Regions from separate parts of the Sus scrofa genome. Here region 1 is linked to region 2. The links are chromatin contacts, called in public HiChIP or PLAC-seq maps. All regions are on one chromosome and are shown on one strand. Each heading gives the region's core, a stretch centred on a gene start, on an enhancer-like site or on the middle of the called end of the contact. The rest is flanking DNA. Distances are from core to core; before and after follow the strand shown. Region 1 holds the start of SKIL (ski-like protein). Region 2 holds the start of PHC3 (polyhomeotic-like protein 3).

Region 1 (6,745 bases), core at 361-2,860, 150 kb after region 2:
CTTTGCTGAGCTTCTGTCTCTATGGCAATAACAGATGGGAAGTGCTGCGGAATTATTCATGTTCTGGAAAGGAGGCAGTCAAGGAGGAGGGGAAGGTGGGGGGTAGAAGAAGGGGCACGACCCGGGAGCAGGGGGGGATGGGGCTGTGAGGGACAGAACTTGGGAGTGGAGGAAGCGAGAGGCTTGTGAGCCTTTGGTAGGCCGGTTGGAGAGAAAAGAGGGGGAAAAAAATAATCTATGAGCGCAGCAATATTCCTAGTCAGCTGGCTCCAAATGTAGATCCCATGAGTGACCTCGAAGCAGCAAAGCCAGGAAAAATTGGATAAGAATGGACAAAAAGAAATTTAAAAAGGTGGGGGACAAAGCTCGAGTCTTCTGAATTCGGTGCACAGAGACCTGGGGGACTATTTCAGTTCCTGATTTTGCGGTGGGGTGAAAAAAAGGGGTTTTTCTTGGTGTTTCGAAATAGGACGGAGCAGCTCCGCAGAGTTTAATGCGCTAACTGGCTGCCGCGAAACACTGACCAAGGAGACCACTCTTTTCGGCCCTGAGGGTTACAGCCGAAAGCTCTTCAGTAGGAGCTTTCTCGTGTTCTCCAAAACAAAACCCCAAACCCTTCAGTATAATACTGAGAAACATGTAATTTCTAGCTCCCTTTTGGAGCCGAGAGAGCAGTCTGGTGAGGGGGTGGGGGGAGGGTAGCTGAGAAGTAGAGACAAAAATGTTCTTTCTCGGTTTTGCCGGAACTTCGGCCAGCCCTCGGGCCCGGCCCGATGGCGGAGGAGGTCAGCCCTGGGAAGGCGTCTGGGCGGAGGCGGCCCAGGCAAGGCGGGGGCCGCCGGGGTGGGGCGGAGCGCAGCGCGGGCAGCTGGCTGGGCGGCCCTCAGGCGGGAGGCCCCGGGGAGGCGGGGGAGCAGCCCCCGCGCGCAGGGCCCTCAAGGGGGGCGCGGCTGGGCGGCCGCCACCCGGCTGCCTCCGGGGCGGGGCGGCCCAGCTGCGGCCCCCGCAGGGGGGAGGGTCGCCCGTGCCTGACCTCGGGCGGTGGCCTCGGCCGGGCCGGCCCTGTCTCCGCCCGGCAGACTGCTGGGGTCGCGCACAGTGCACCTCGCGGCCGCCCTGCCCCCACTTGCCTTGCAGCGCAGCGACCGAGCGACCAGGGCGCCCCCGGGTCTGGCCCGTCACCACCGAGCAGCGGGTGGGGCGGGGGCGGGGCGGTGGCGGCCAGACAGCCGGCTGGGCGACTCGAGGAAGGAAGGAGGGAGGGCGGCGGTGGGGGTGGGGCGGGGAGGGAACATCCTGTCTGCGCCGAGTGCACCGCAGACAGCGTCGCGCGCCAGCCGCCCAGACGGCGCGGGGGGCGAGGAGCGCCGGGCGCGCGCCTGGGGGGAGGGGCGCGCGCCTGGGGGGAGGGGCGCGCGCGCCAGACGACGGGCCAGGAGAGCCCTTTGGAACCACAATAGGCCAGACGGTGCGCGCGTCCCCGCGGGGCTAGGAGCCGCGAGGCGTCGGCGGCGGGCCCGCGCGCGCGGTGCCGCTGCTGGCTCTGTTCCTCTCCCTCCCTCCCTCCCCCCCCCCCCCCCGGCCCCGCCGCCCTCGCTCTCCCCCGGGCGGCCGGAGACGGCGGCGGCGTCTGCGGGAAGCCGTGTGTCTCCGCAGTGACGTGGGCGGGCCGAGGGCTCGGTGACGTCAGAGGGCTGTGTGTAGCGATGTGTGTGGGGTTCGGAGCGGCGCCGGCACTGCCGAGGGGAGCGGGCGAGCGGCGGCGGCGGCGGCGGCGGCGGGCACAGGTGCGGCCCGGGCTCGCGGTGGGGACGCGGCAGGAGGCAAGGGCGCGTGGCCCCAAGGGCCGCCCGACGGTGGCGCCGGGGGTAGTGGGGAGTTAACAAAGCTCGTCGGGCTTCCCAGGGCTTGGAGGCCGGAGTCGGGGGTCCGGATGCGCGGGTCCCGGGTGGGGTTGGGACCACGGGGTGGGGGCGCTGGTCGGGTGTCCCCCGGCAGGTCATACTTCGCTGTTCCTGGACTAGGGCAAGGGCAGGGCGCTGCACTTGACCGGAGCCGTCGGGACCCCGGAGACCGGGACGCCCGTCACCGCCACCCCCCCCTCCAGCTGCCAGTCTGCGCTCCGCGGGGATGCCTCAGGCTCGACCCGCTGCGTCGGCGCCCGCAGGCGCGGGGATCCCGATTCGCGCCCCACTAGCCCGCTGACCCCTCTCCCTTCTGGCCCTGGGCGCGGGGCGGGGGTAGATGCAGCGTTAGGGCTGCTAGGGTAACACCCGAGAACTTCCCGGGGAGAGGGTGCGGGGGGGGGTTTCCACAGTTCTCCCAGCGGAGCGGTGTTGGGAGGGCATTGGGGTGTTCCCAGACCGCGAGTGGGGGTTGGGAGACTCCTCTTCCTCCACTTCCCACCACCCCCTTGCACGCTCCAGGGCGTCCCAGGTCCTTTGCTCTCTGCTCCCTGCCTCCCCCTCGGATTTGAGATGGGTGGGTGGCTTTGCGTGGGCGGAGGATTTCAGGGCTTGGGGGCTCCCCCATTCTAGGTCATGCCTCCTGCCCTCTTCCTTCGCTTGCGTGGGCAGGGGTGTTCCTGTGGTGGGTGGGTGAAAGTCAGTACGTTGGCTAGTGGCCTTGGTCCTTAACCCTTTGGGTCTGTTGTAAGGTAAATTGCTCGGAGTTTGGGAGGCAGAAATTTCTCTTTATTGGATTTCTTTTGGATTTTTTTCTCAAGAAGGAAGTGGAAGAAGAATCTTTTCTTTTTCCTTCTTCCTCCATTTGCATTCTTTGTGAGGTCTGTCTGCCTTGTGCTTTTTGTCCCGGATTAGTCTTGTTCAAGGATGGAGATTCCCAGGAGTGGTGTCTATAGCTTTTGGCTTCCATTAAGCAAATTCGCTAACCTTTTAAAGGGAAAGTTAATTTTTTCCTACAGTCATTCCAGAAAAATAGCATACACTGACTAGATGAATTATTCACTTAAAGTTGTAACTTAGTTATATATGGTGGATATGTTAACTAGTATATGATTTTTTGGATGAATCTGACTTAAAATAAGAGAAGTAATAGATTATTTTAGTTAAAATGGCATAATCGAGAAAGTCTGTAGTACTGAGTTTTGACTAAGATGATCTGTTTAAGGTTCTTCCTGTTCTGAGTTGGAGTAGCCCTCCCTCTTTTGAAGGACATTATTTCTCCCTTCACCCATTCTCCAAATTGCTTTCCTATTTAAAAGAAGGTTCTTCTAGTTAACTCGTGTTAGATTTAAAGAAATCACTCAAGTGTCACCTTTGGTAAAGTGAACTCAGTTTAAGATTAAGAAACTAGTTTCAAACTGACCCTTTGGCCTCTGGAGCAAATTCAAATGTAACTCCTCCACCCCCTTCTCTTCCAGATTAATTAAAAGAAGAATGAACAGTAATCCTTGAAGATAACTGGGCAATTTTTCTTTAAGTTTCATTTTTAATTGTAGAAATTCAAGTGGAGTCAGAGGTTCTTCTTACTGGTGTGAGGAATTGCACAAGCCTTCATTTTGTTCACACAGACCAAGAGATCATAATTTTTAGAGAAGATAACTACGCTCCTCCCCCCTTTTCTGGTGTCCTTGGTGCCAAAAATTAAATTTGGGTGCATTATTTTAACACAAGTAATTGCATAAACTTTTTACGTGTTGTGCTTCAAACCAAATGAAACCATTGGGACATCTTGAATTGAGAGAATTGATAACTTTATTTCAGTACATATACCTAAAGAATTAAAAAAAAAAAGACTTCCTCGAGGGTGTGCTTCTGAAAATTATTTTCTTTATTACTAGACATAAAATAAGAAATTTTATAGCACTTGCAGTGAAATTATACTAGAGTGTAAGCAGAACCAAAACAAAGTTGCAAAATCTCTTGAGTAGTTTATAAGGACATCTCTCTTTGAAAATTTGAATTTACTGTGGGAGTAAGTTACCGAAAGTATTGGCATACCTTGCTTTTCTCTCTTCAAATAAGCAACTAAATAACAATGCAAATCTCAGACCTAATTATTTAGCACAGAAGTTTTTAGCAATGGAAAACCTACAGACAAGTTTTTCCTTGGTTCAGGGCTCAAATAAAAAACTGAATGGGATGGGAGATGATGGCAGTCCTCCAGTGAAAAAAATGATGACAGACATTCATGCAAATGGAAAAATGATAATAAACAAGATGCCAGCAGTAAAGAAGGAACACTTGGATGACTATGAAGCACCAATGGAAACTGATGAAGAGCATGTCAAGCGAACCTGTGCCTCTGTGCCTGAACCTTTACATTTAAATCCCAGTTTGAAACATACCTTGGCACAATTCCATTTAAGTAGTCAGAGCTCTCTGGGTGGACCAGCAGCGTTTTCTGCTCGGTATTCCCAAGAAAGCATGTCACCTACTGTATTTCTGCCTCTTCCATCTCCTCAGGTTCTTCCTGGTCCACTACTTATCCCTTCTGATAGCTCCACAGAACTCACCCAGACTGTGTTGGAAGGGGAGTCTATTTCTTGTTTTCAGGTTGGAGGAGAAAAGAGACTTTGTTTGCCCCAAGTTTTAAATTCAGTTCTTCGAGAATTTTCACTCCAGCAAATAAATACAGTGTGTGATGAATTGTACATCTATTGTTCAAGGTGTACATCAGACCAACTTCATATCTTAAAAGTTCTGGGAATACTTCCATTCAATGCCCCATCTTGTGGGCTGATCACATTAACTGATGCCCAAAGACTATGTAACGCTTTATTGCGGCCACGCACTTTCCCTCAAAATGGTAGTATACTTCCTGCTAAAAACTCATTGGCCCAGTTAAAGGAAACTGGCAGTGCCTTTGAAGTGGAACATGAATGCCTGGGCAAATGTCAGGGTTTATTTGCACCCCAATTTTATGTTCAGCCTGATGCTCCATGTATTCAGTGTCTGGAGTGCTGTGGAATGTTTGCACCCCAGACGTTTGTGATGCATTCTCACAGATCACCCGACAAAAGGACTTGCCACTGGGGCTTTGAATCAGCCAAATGGCATTGCTATCTTCATGTGAACCAAAAATACTTGGGGACGCCTGAAGAAAAGAAACTGAAGATAATTTTAGAAGAAATGAAGGAGAAATTTAGCATGAGGAATGGGAAGAGAACTCAATCCAAGGCAAGTTTTTTTTTTTTTAAGCAATTTTGAATAATGGTAATGGTTACTTTGAAATCAAAAGTCTCTATTTAGAATATAACTTAAGCTGTATGTTAAGAAACCATTACTGCTTATGCAACAACAGCAAAAAATACTGATCTATGTAGTATGTTTATGTTACACATTTTAGGCTATAAAGTGCTTTCCTTTGTGTGTTGTCATTTGATCGTCCAAACAACCTCCTGAGAGAAGTGGGGTTATTCCCATTTCACAGATAAAGAGAATGAGGCTCAGAAAGATCAATTGTCTTTCCCAAGATTATATAGCCAGGGAGTGGAGGATTTTGGGCTTTTTTCTCAAGCCACATCCTCTTTCTTTTTCACACATCCTGCTTTTTGATGACTAAATCTGTTGTTTTCCTAGGACTCAAGATAATTTACACTTTGGTGTTATCTCTATTTGCAAATGTTACAATAGCTAGCCAAAACAATTCTGGTGGTGGGCTCCAAACAGCAGTTTCCAAAGATACATTTAGGATTTCTGACATTGTTTCTATAATTGAATATTCAGACTTCATCAATATTGGAAACAAATGCAAAAGACAGATTTATTTGAGGACTTTGTGTTTCTAGTCACCAAGTTTTTTTTTTTTTTTGAAAGAATGGAATAACTTTAAAAATTAAGACAGGAGTTCTCTTGTGATGCAGTAGGTTAAGGATCTGGCATTGTTACTGCATCGGCTTGGGTCACTGCTGTTGTACAGGTTCAGTCCCTAGCCTGGGAATTTCCACATACTGCCGGCGTGGCCAAAAAAATTATGACAGCTAGAAAAAGAAAATATTATTTTCGATTAAATAAATATTAAGCCCTATCAGCAAAGAAATTTTAAACATTATTTTCCCACTTTGTTGTCTAAAGTGGGAAACTAGTAGGCTAAACTAGTATCTTTGGAGTTCCCGTTGTGGCTCAGCGGAAACAAATCTGACTAGCATCATGAGGCCGCAGGTTCGAACCCTGGCCTCACTCAGTGGGTTAAGGATCTGGTGTTGCTGTGAGCTGTGGTGTAGGTTGCAGATGCAGCCTGGGAACCTCCATATACCTAGGGTGTGGCCCTAAAAAGACAAAAATAAATAAATAAATAAACTAGTATCTTCATTATAAGAGTTTGAACGCCTGGCTAATAGACAAGATTTAGGTTATTAAATATTCAGTTTGTTGATCAGGTTTTTAAATATTTTCCTAGTTGATTGAAATCAGTATAATAGCTAAAACTAACACTAAGTGTTTAAAATGCAGCAAGCAATGTTCTTAAGCAGTTTTGCATATAGAATTTTATTTGACTGATACTACAGAAGGCTGGCTGTTTCATCTTAAGAATCTGATTTTTTCACTGTTACCTTTTATTTCTTGAAGTAATCTCTGTCCTTTCAACTTCACAGAAGAAATGAAGTGTACTGAATGACTTAAGGTTATTTATCAAGATTAGAACTTGGGCAAAAACCTAAGGTTTGGTGTCCTGTGCTTTCATAGGGTGCTGTTCAGAGTTTAAGGGAAATTTAGTCATTGTATAGTTTTAAGACAGTGATTTGCTTTTGAAGCCCAGTGAAGAAAATTTCAGATTCGAA
Region 2 (6,012 bases), core at 1,878-4,377:
CATGCTAACAAATGTAAGCTCACTCAATAGTGTGATTATCAAATAACCTTGTTGGTTATTTTAAACATTAATAATTTTAACTGTACTCATTTAGAGGGTATCATGTAACTCAGGTTCATGTGGCTTAAGTAAAAAGTATGACATCCTAAGTTTTAGCATACCCATCATGGTAACAGAAATACCTGCACAGCATGTCGGTCTGAGCCACTATAGACAGAAATCTGCGGTTGCTGCATTCGAGAAGAGGAAGTGGTGATGGTGGTGGTGGTGGTGCTACTGGTTGTTGTTGACACCGAAGATGTTCCAGAGTTTGGTTCACTATCCATAGCTGTGCTGTGGTCCTTAAATCTAGCAGATAACACAAAGGGTTTGTATTGGCAAAAGTGTTATCTTATTGTGTTTAAAGAATAATTATTCTAAGAAATATTAAGCAACAGTCTAAATTTCTAATAAGGCCTTCATAAAAAAAAGAGAGCACACAGTCACCATAAACACTTAGAAGGCAAAAACACTTCACAAATATATATATTTATCAGTCCATATCTATTAAATTTTAATTCATATGATTCAGGATATGTAACTGAGACAAAAAGCCTGACCTAAAGTTTAGCTTTTTATTGTTGAAGGAAGACAAATGTTTTAAAACCAAAGCAGGTGATGAGAGGATACTTAAACTACCTAGAAAAATTAAACCTTAAGCAATATCAGACTATCAAAATATCTTTGTATTCTTTTGACCATACTAATTACAAATTAAAGTTATTATCTATACATTAAAGTAGGATGCCTATGCACTTGTGCTAGTTTATCTTAATCAGCTTAGGTTTTAGTTACCATATATACTTTAAAAATAAGTTCTCTTAGCAAGTTCCCTTGTGGAACAGAGGGATTAAGGATCCAGTGTTGCCTCAGTTGTGCCACAGGGTGCAGCTGCAGCATGGGTTCAATTCCCCAGCCTGGGAACTTCCACATGTTGATGGCATGGCCAAAAAGGAAAATAAGTTCTCTTAGAAAATAAGTTTAAAAAATAATTTTTTAGTAGAAAATTGACACTGTAAACCAGCTATAAAGGAAAAAAAAATCATTATAAATCTGAAAAATAATAATTTTTCAATAACTCACACAGCTTTCCCCCTTATTCATCTACAAAACTGTCCTTACTAAATCTAACAACTCTGAATTATAATCTACTCTGACTGGATAAATATGAGAAGCAGCTGAAAACAATTTCCCCACCTTCTTAAAAAACTCTTTTTCACAAAAAAATTGCTTCAAATTTTGAAAGCAGCATAATTATGTCACTCTCCTCATGTATAGACAGTAAAGTGCAGTTTTGTACCATACTGATTCTTTTCCCTCCAACATTACGAACACATTTCACTGTTGTGGTACAAAATTCCACTAAATACAAAATCTGTATTTGAATAAATTCAAAAATTATATTTCAAATCAACTCTGAAGGCCTTAATACTGTCAGAAACTAGAATTACAGTACTTTTTGTAGTGTCAGAAATGCACCACAATGAGGAAAAGCACACTTGAGAATACAGTTTTATCTGCCTTGTGTTTTTCTTCTGAGAAACAAAATCTGACCCACCTCACATGAGCAGCATTGACTAAACTATATGAAGAACACTTTCCACTTTGTGAAAAGACAAAGGAATTTGGCGCTAATTGTGTACGCATGCATTATTCCCATATGGTGTTCTTTTATATACAAATTTTCTTTGTTCTTATATCATGTATATAAATAGTACTTATGTGCTCTTCCAGGAATCGAATGTTACAAAATCCTGATTTAATAAGAGGAAAAGTGAGGGGGGGGCAACTCTTCACTTACTAATTTTTTTTGATTAATAGATGACATATATCTTTACGCTTCTCTGACTTTTAAGGGGTTTTGGTAGTTTTTCAAATTGCCTTCCAATCATCAAATCACAGCATCGCATGGTTAACTATTCAACATCATACAGATAGGGTGGGAGATAAACTTTTTACCAAATTATTACCTGTAGTAACACTTCTGAACCACGAAGCAACGATATGCAAAAAGCCAGCTTAAATTCTCTTTACAGTACTATTCTGCTCAGCCACGTCCTCAACCCCAAACCTGAGGGTAAGCAGTTCTGTAACTAACCAAAAATGGTCACAGAGAATCCAAATTCTAGGCACAAGTCTAAATATCGGTGGGTATAACCGGCCAAACCACTGCACTTCATTTGGAGACCAGGCACAAAAGAGCAATTTTGGTAACTCCATCGTCTATGCATAGCATTGCCTGCAGAACACAAACGGCAGTTCTGCTGCACAAGCGGCCTACCCAGGAAACACTAAGTTTGAGTCGCTAACTAAGCATACCATCACACCACACAAGAATGTAGCCCTCTAGGGCGGCATCAACACTGCAGCCAGAGACCCGAGGGAAAGAAGAGCTTTCCTTCCAGAGTATTTTCAGGCTCGCCAGAACAGCAACAGCCCGCGCCTCCTTAAAGCCGGCGCTGGGACACCTCCTCCAAGCCTCCCGGGAGAAGGGTGGCGAACAGACCCAAGTCGCTGGTTCTCCCACTGAGGAGGAGCGGAGTGGCGCCGGGGCGGGAAGGAGGAGAGCGCGAAGGAGGCCTGGCAGTGCCCGCCCAGCCCTACCCAGCCTCCGCGGGCCCCCGGCGCGGGCAGCCGTAACAAGGCTGCCCGCGGGGCCCACTTGCAGAGATGACAGCGCTTGAGGAGCCCACCCGGGCTCATCTTCCGAAAGACCCTAACGGTTGGGGTCCGAGGGATAACCCACTGCTCAAGGCCCCGCAGATCCCGGACCAGACGGCGGAAGGGGTGCTCCCGCCTGAGGCAGCTGGACCCTTACAGTTCGCCTCCGTCCCCCTACAAGAGCGAAGCGCGCTCTTCCACGATAAAGAAGCTCTCACGTCCCCCTTTCTCCGCAGTGCCCGCGAAAAGGCCCTGAGCTTTCCCCTTGGGGGATGTGTCGCTGCCCCCACTCGCCCCCCGGTTACGACATCAGTCACCAGCAAGTCACTCACTCCGCTTCCGCCATCTTCTCTCCTCCATCACTAACACAAGCTGCGCATGCGCCCCCCTGGCGGCCGCGGCGGCGGCGGCAGCGGAGGGCGAAAGGGCGGGGTCAGCTCAGCCTCTGGCCCCCGAAGTCACGTGGAGTCCTCGTCTTCCAATTACCCCCTCCCAAGTCAACCCTTGCCAGCTCTGGGAATTGACCAGGTTTCCCCAATTTAGATACCGGTGTTTCACCTACAAACACTCGCTTTCTCTTGCCCAGGGTCTTTCTCCTTTTGAAGAGGAATCTGTAACCAGGTTATGAAAAGTTCTGATTAGACGGTTAAATTAAAAATTTTAAGGACATCTAAAATATACCAAAGCATAGGCAAACTGCAAAGAGGTGAGGTGGAAGAGAATAATAAGCCGATGATTGGATGCGAAGCCTTGAACTCAGTGTTCCTGACCCCCGTGAGGTGGCCAGTTAAGGAATCATCCTGACTACCATGTGAATATCATTCATATCTTTGACATGAATTTAGTGGGCGCTTAGTGGGCATTACAAGCTTCCATACTGCAGGCAACAAGCAGAAATGTCCACCAGTGTGCTAATGTAGTTTATTACACTCTGCATAGATGGCAATTACTCTGAGGCAGGATGAGACAAACATGTAAAGATAAGTGAAACAAGTCCGTGTCTTCCAACAAGTCTTAATCTGTAGAGTTAAGTGGGTTTTATAGAGCTATCCTCACAATCCAAATGTTCTGAAACATACCCATTAAGTGCTTTGGAAAACTTAAGTTTAAGGAATGATAAATCTTTACTGTCCTTCACCAAAAAAAGCATACCAATCACAAGGAATGTTTTGGTTTTTTGTTTGTGTGTTTTGTTTTGTTTTCCCTTTTTACAGCTGCGCCTGGAAGTTCCCAGGCTAGGGGTCAAATCAGAACTTCAGCTGAGGCCTATGCCTCAGCCATGGCTACACTGGATCCAACCTGCATCTGCCATCTTGTGGCAAGGCTGGATCCTTAACCCAGTGGGTGAGGCCAGGGATGGAATCTGCATCCTTGCAAAGACAACATCAGGTCCTTAGCCCATTGAGCCACAATGGGGATTCCATTAGCAATGTCTTCTTTTTGCATTTATTAAGATGGTGGAGTTGAATTTCAAGAACTGAATAATGAATTCATGATACAAATTCATTTTAAAATGTAGTACAATCTACTAAAAAGTATACTTAATCTTGGAAATCCACAATATACTTAGGGAAGGGAAAAGACCACTTCCTTTATGAGCTATATTGTCCCTTTACCACTTTTCACCATTTGATGACATTGTTCCTTTACCTTATTTTCCTATCTGAAAGCAAAGCCCTTCCTACTACTCCTAAGAGAACGCACTGAGAAAGTCTCCTTGAAAAGTCTCTATAGATGCTTTTTTTTTTTAATTTTGTCTTTTTGCCTTTTCTAGGGCTGCTCCCGTGGCATATGGCTAGGGGTCTAATCAGAGCTGTGGCCGCCGGCCTACAACAGAGCCACAGCAATGCTAGATCCAAGCCACGTCTGCAACCTACACCACAGCTCATGGCAATGCCAGATCCTTAACCCACTGAGCAAGACCAGGGATCGAACCCAAAACCTCGTGGTTCCTAGTCAGATTCATTAACCACTGAGCCACGATGGGAATTCCTAGATGTTTAAAGATAAAATACTACTTTTTCTTCTTTTCTGACTTGCTCATGATGCCATTGTCATTCAACTCTCAAGAATCAACTGTCTATTGGTATTGCTAAAATTTTTGTTTAGTAAAACAAAATTGAAGAAAGCAGTCTTAGACCTAAATGTGAAAAATGCATAATTCAAGGGAATGTTTAGAATAAATGAGCCAAAATATTCCTTTTCATCCCTCTTTCCTTTCAACGTCTAAGGCCTATATCTCTATTGTCATCACATGCAGACTGGCTTTCAAAGTCAGAACATATATTGGGTAAAGTCAGATCAGTACTGCTTTTCAGAAAGATTTCAAAACCCAATATAACAACCAGCATTTGTATAGCCTTTTCCTAAAAGCAGAGGATTTCCACAAACTCATTTGATCTTCGCAACAAAACTAGTTATCATTCTCATTTAGCGCGGAAGTATAGTGAGGCTCAAGGTGATTAGATGCCTATGGTGACTTTGCTAAAATGTACCAAAAATGGGTTCTAACTTAATCTTTCCATGACCAAAGCCAAATTTTCTTCACTGCTCATTCAGCAAGCCACTGTGTGAAGTGTTAGAGGGGACAAAATATGATGAAATATGACCACTTTCAAGAAATGTATCATGGGGAGTTCCCGTCATGGTGCAGCTTAAACAAATCTGACTAGGAACCATGAGGTTGCAGGTTCGATCCCTGGCCTATTTCAGTGGGTTAAGGATCCAGCATTGCCTAGAGCTGTGGTATAGTTCAAAGATGCAGCTCAGATCCTGCGTTGCTGTGGCTGTGTCATAGGCCAGCAGCTGTAGCTCTGATTTGACCCCTAGCCTGGGGTGCAGCCCTAAAAAAAAAAAAGAAATGTATCATCACTTATCTGATGAAACAGGGGAAGGTGTTTTGCTTCTTTATGATTCCCTCTGGAAAAGATTTATGTCATGCTAACAGGTTGACCTTCTTTCTAGATTTTCCAGGAAATGTTTATTTGTAGAAGTGCTAGCATCCTGTTTGATTTTAGAAAAATCCCTCTAGCAAGGATGGATTGGAGGAAAGTGAAACTGGAGACAGGGAAACTAGTTGAGAAACTGTATTAATCCTTAGAGAAATGATAAAGGGCTCCAGCAATGGAAAGGAAAACTGGATTAAAATTTTTGTTCTTTAGGAGTTCCCGTCATAGCTCAGTGATTAACGACTCCGACTAGGAACCATGAGGTTGCAGGTTTGATCCCTGGCCTTGCTCAGTGGGTTAAGGATCCGGCATTGCTGTGAGCTGTGGTGTAGGTCATGGACACAGCTCCGATCTGGCATTACTT

Evidence for each region. HiChIP or PLAC-seq counts read pairs in DNA pulled down with a chosen protein or histone mark.
Region 1: an H3K27ac HiChIP or PLAC-seq map of alveolar macrophages shows a contact between it and region 2. The contact joins the promoter of SKIL here to the promoter of PHC3 in region 2. A contact is called at or near these places in 1 of 47 Hi-C or Micro-C datasets (embryonic fibroblasts) and 2 of 2 datasets of contacts at active chromatin or transcription factors (alveolar macrophages and skeletal muscle).

Annotation. Positions count from the first base shown.
Region 1 is chr13:109,028,221-109,034,965 of Sscrofa11.1, forward strand. It overlaps SKIL (ski-like protein), which reads left to right and starts at 1,611. Exons shown (of 7, transcript XM_021069796.1): 1 at 1,611-1,787; 2 at 3,383-5,141. The coding sequence starts at 4,044.
Region 2 is chr13:108,880,493-108,886,504 of Sscrofa11.1, forward strand. PHC3 (polyhomeotic-like protein 3) reads right to left here and starts at 3,128. Exons shown (of 16, transcript XM_021069777.1): 1 at 3,033-3,128; 2 at 183-348. The coding sequence starts at 3,046.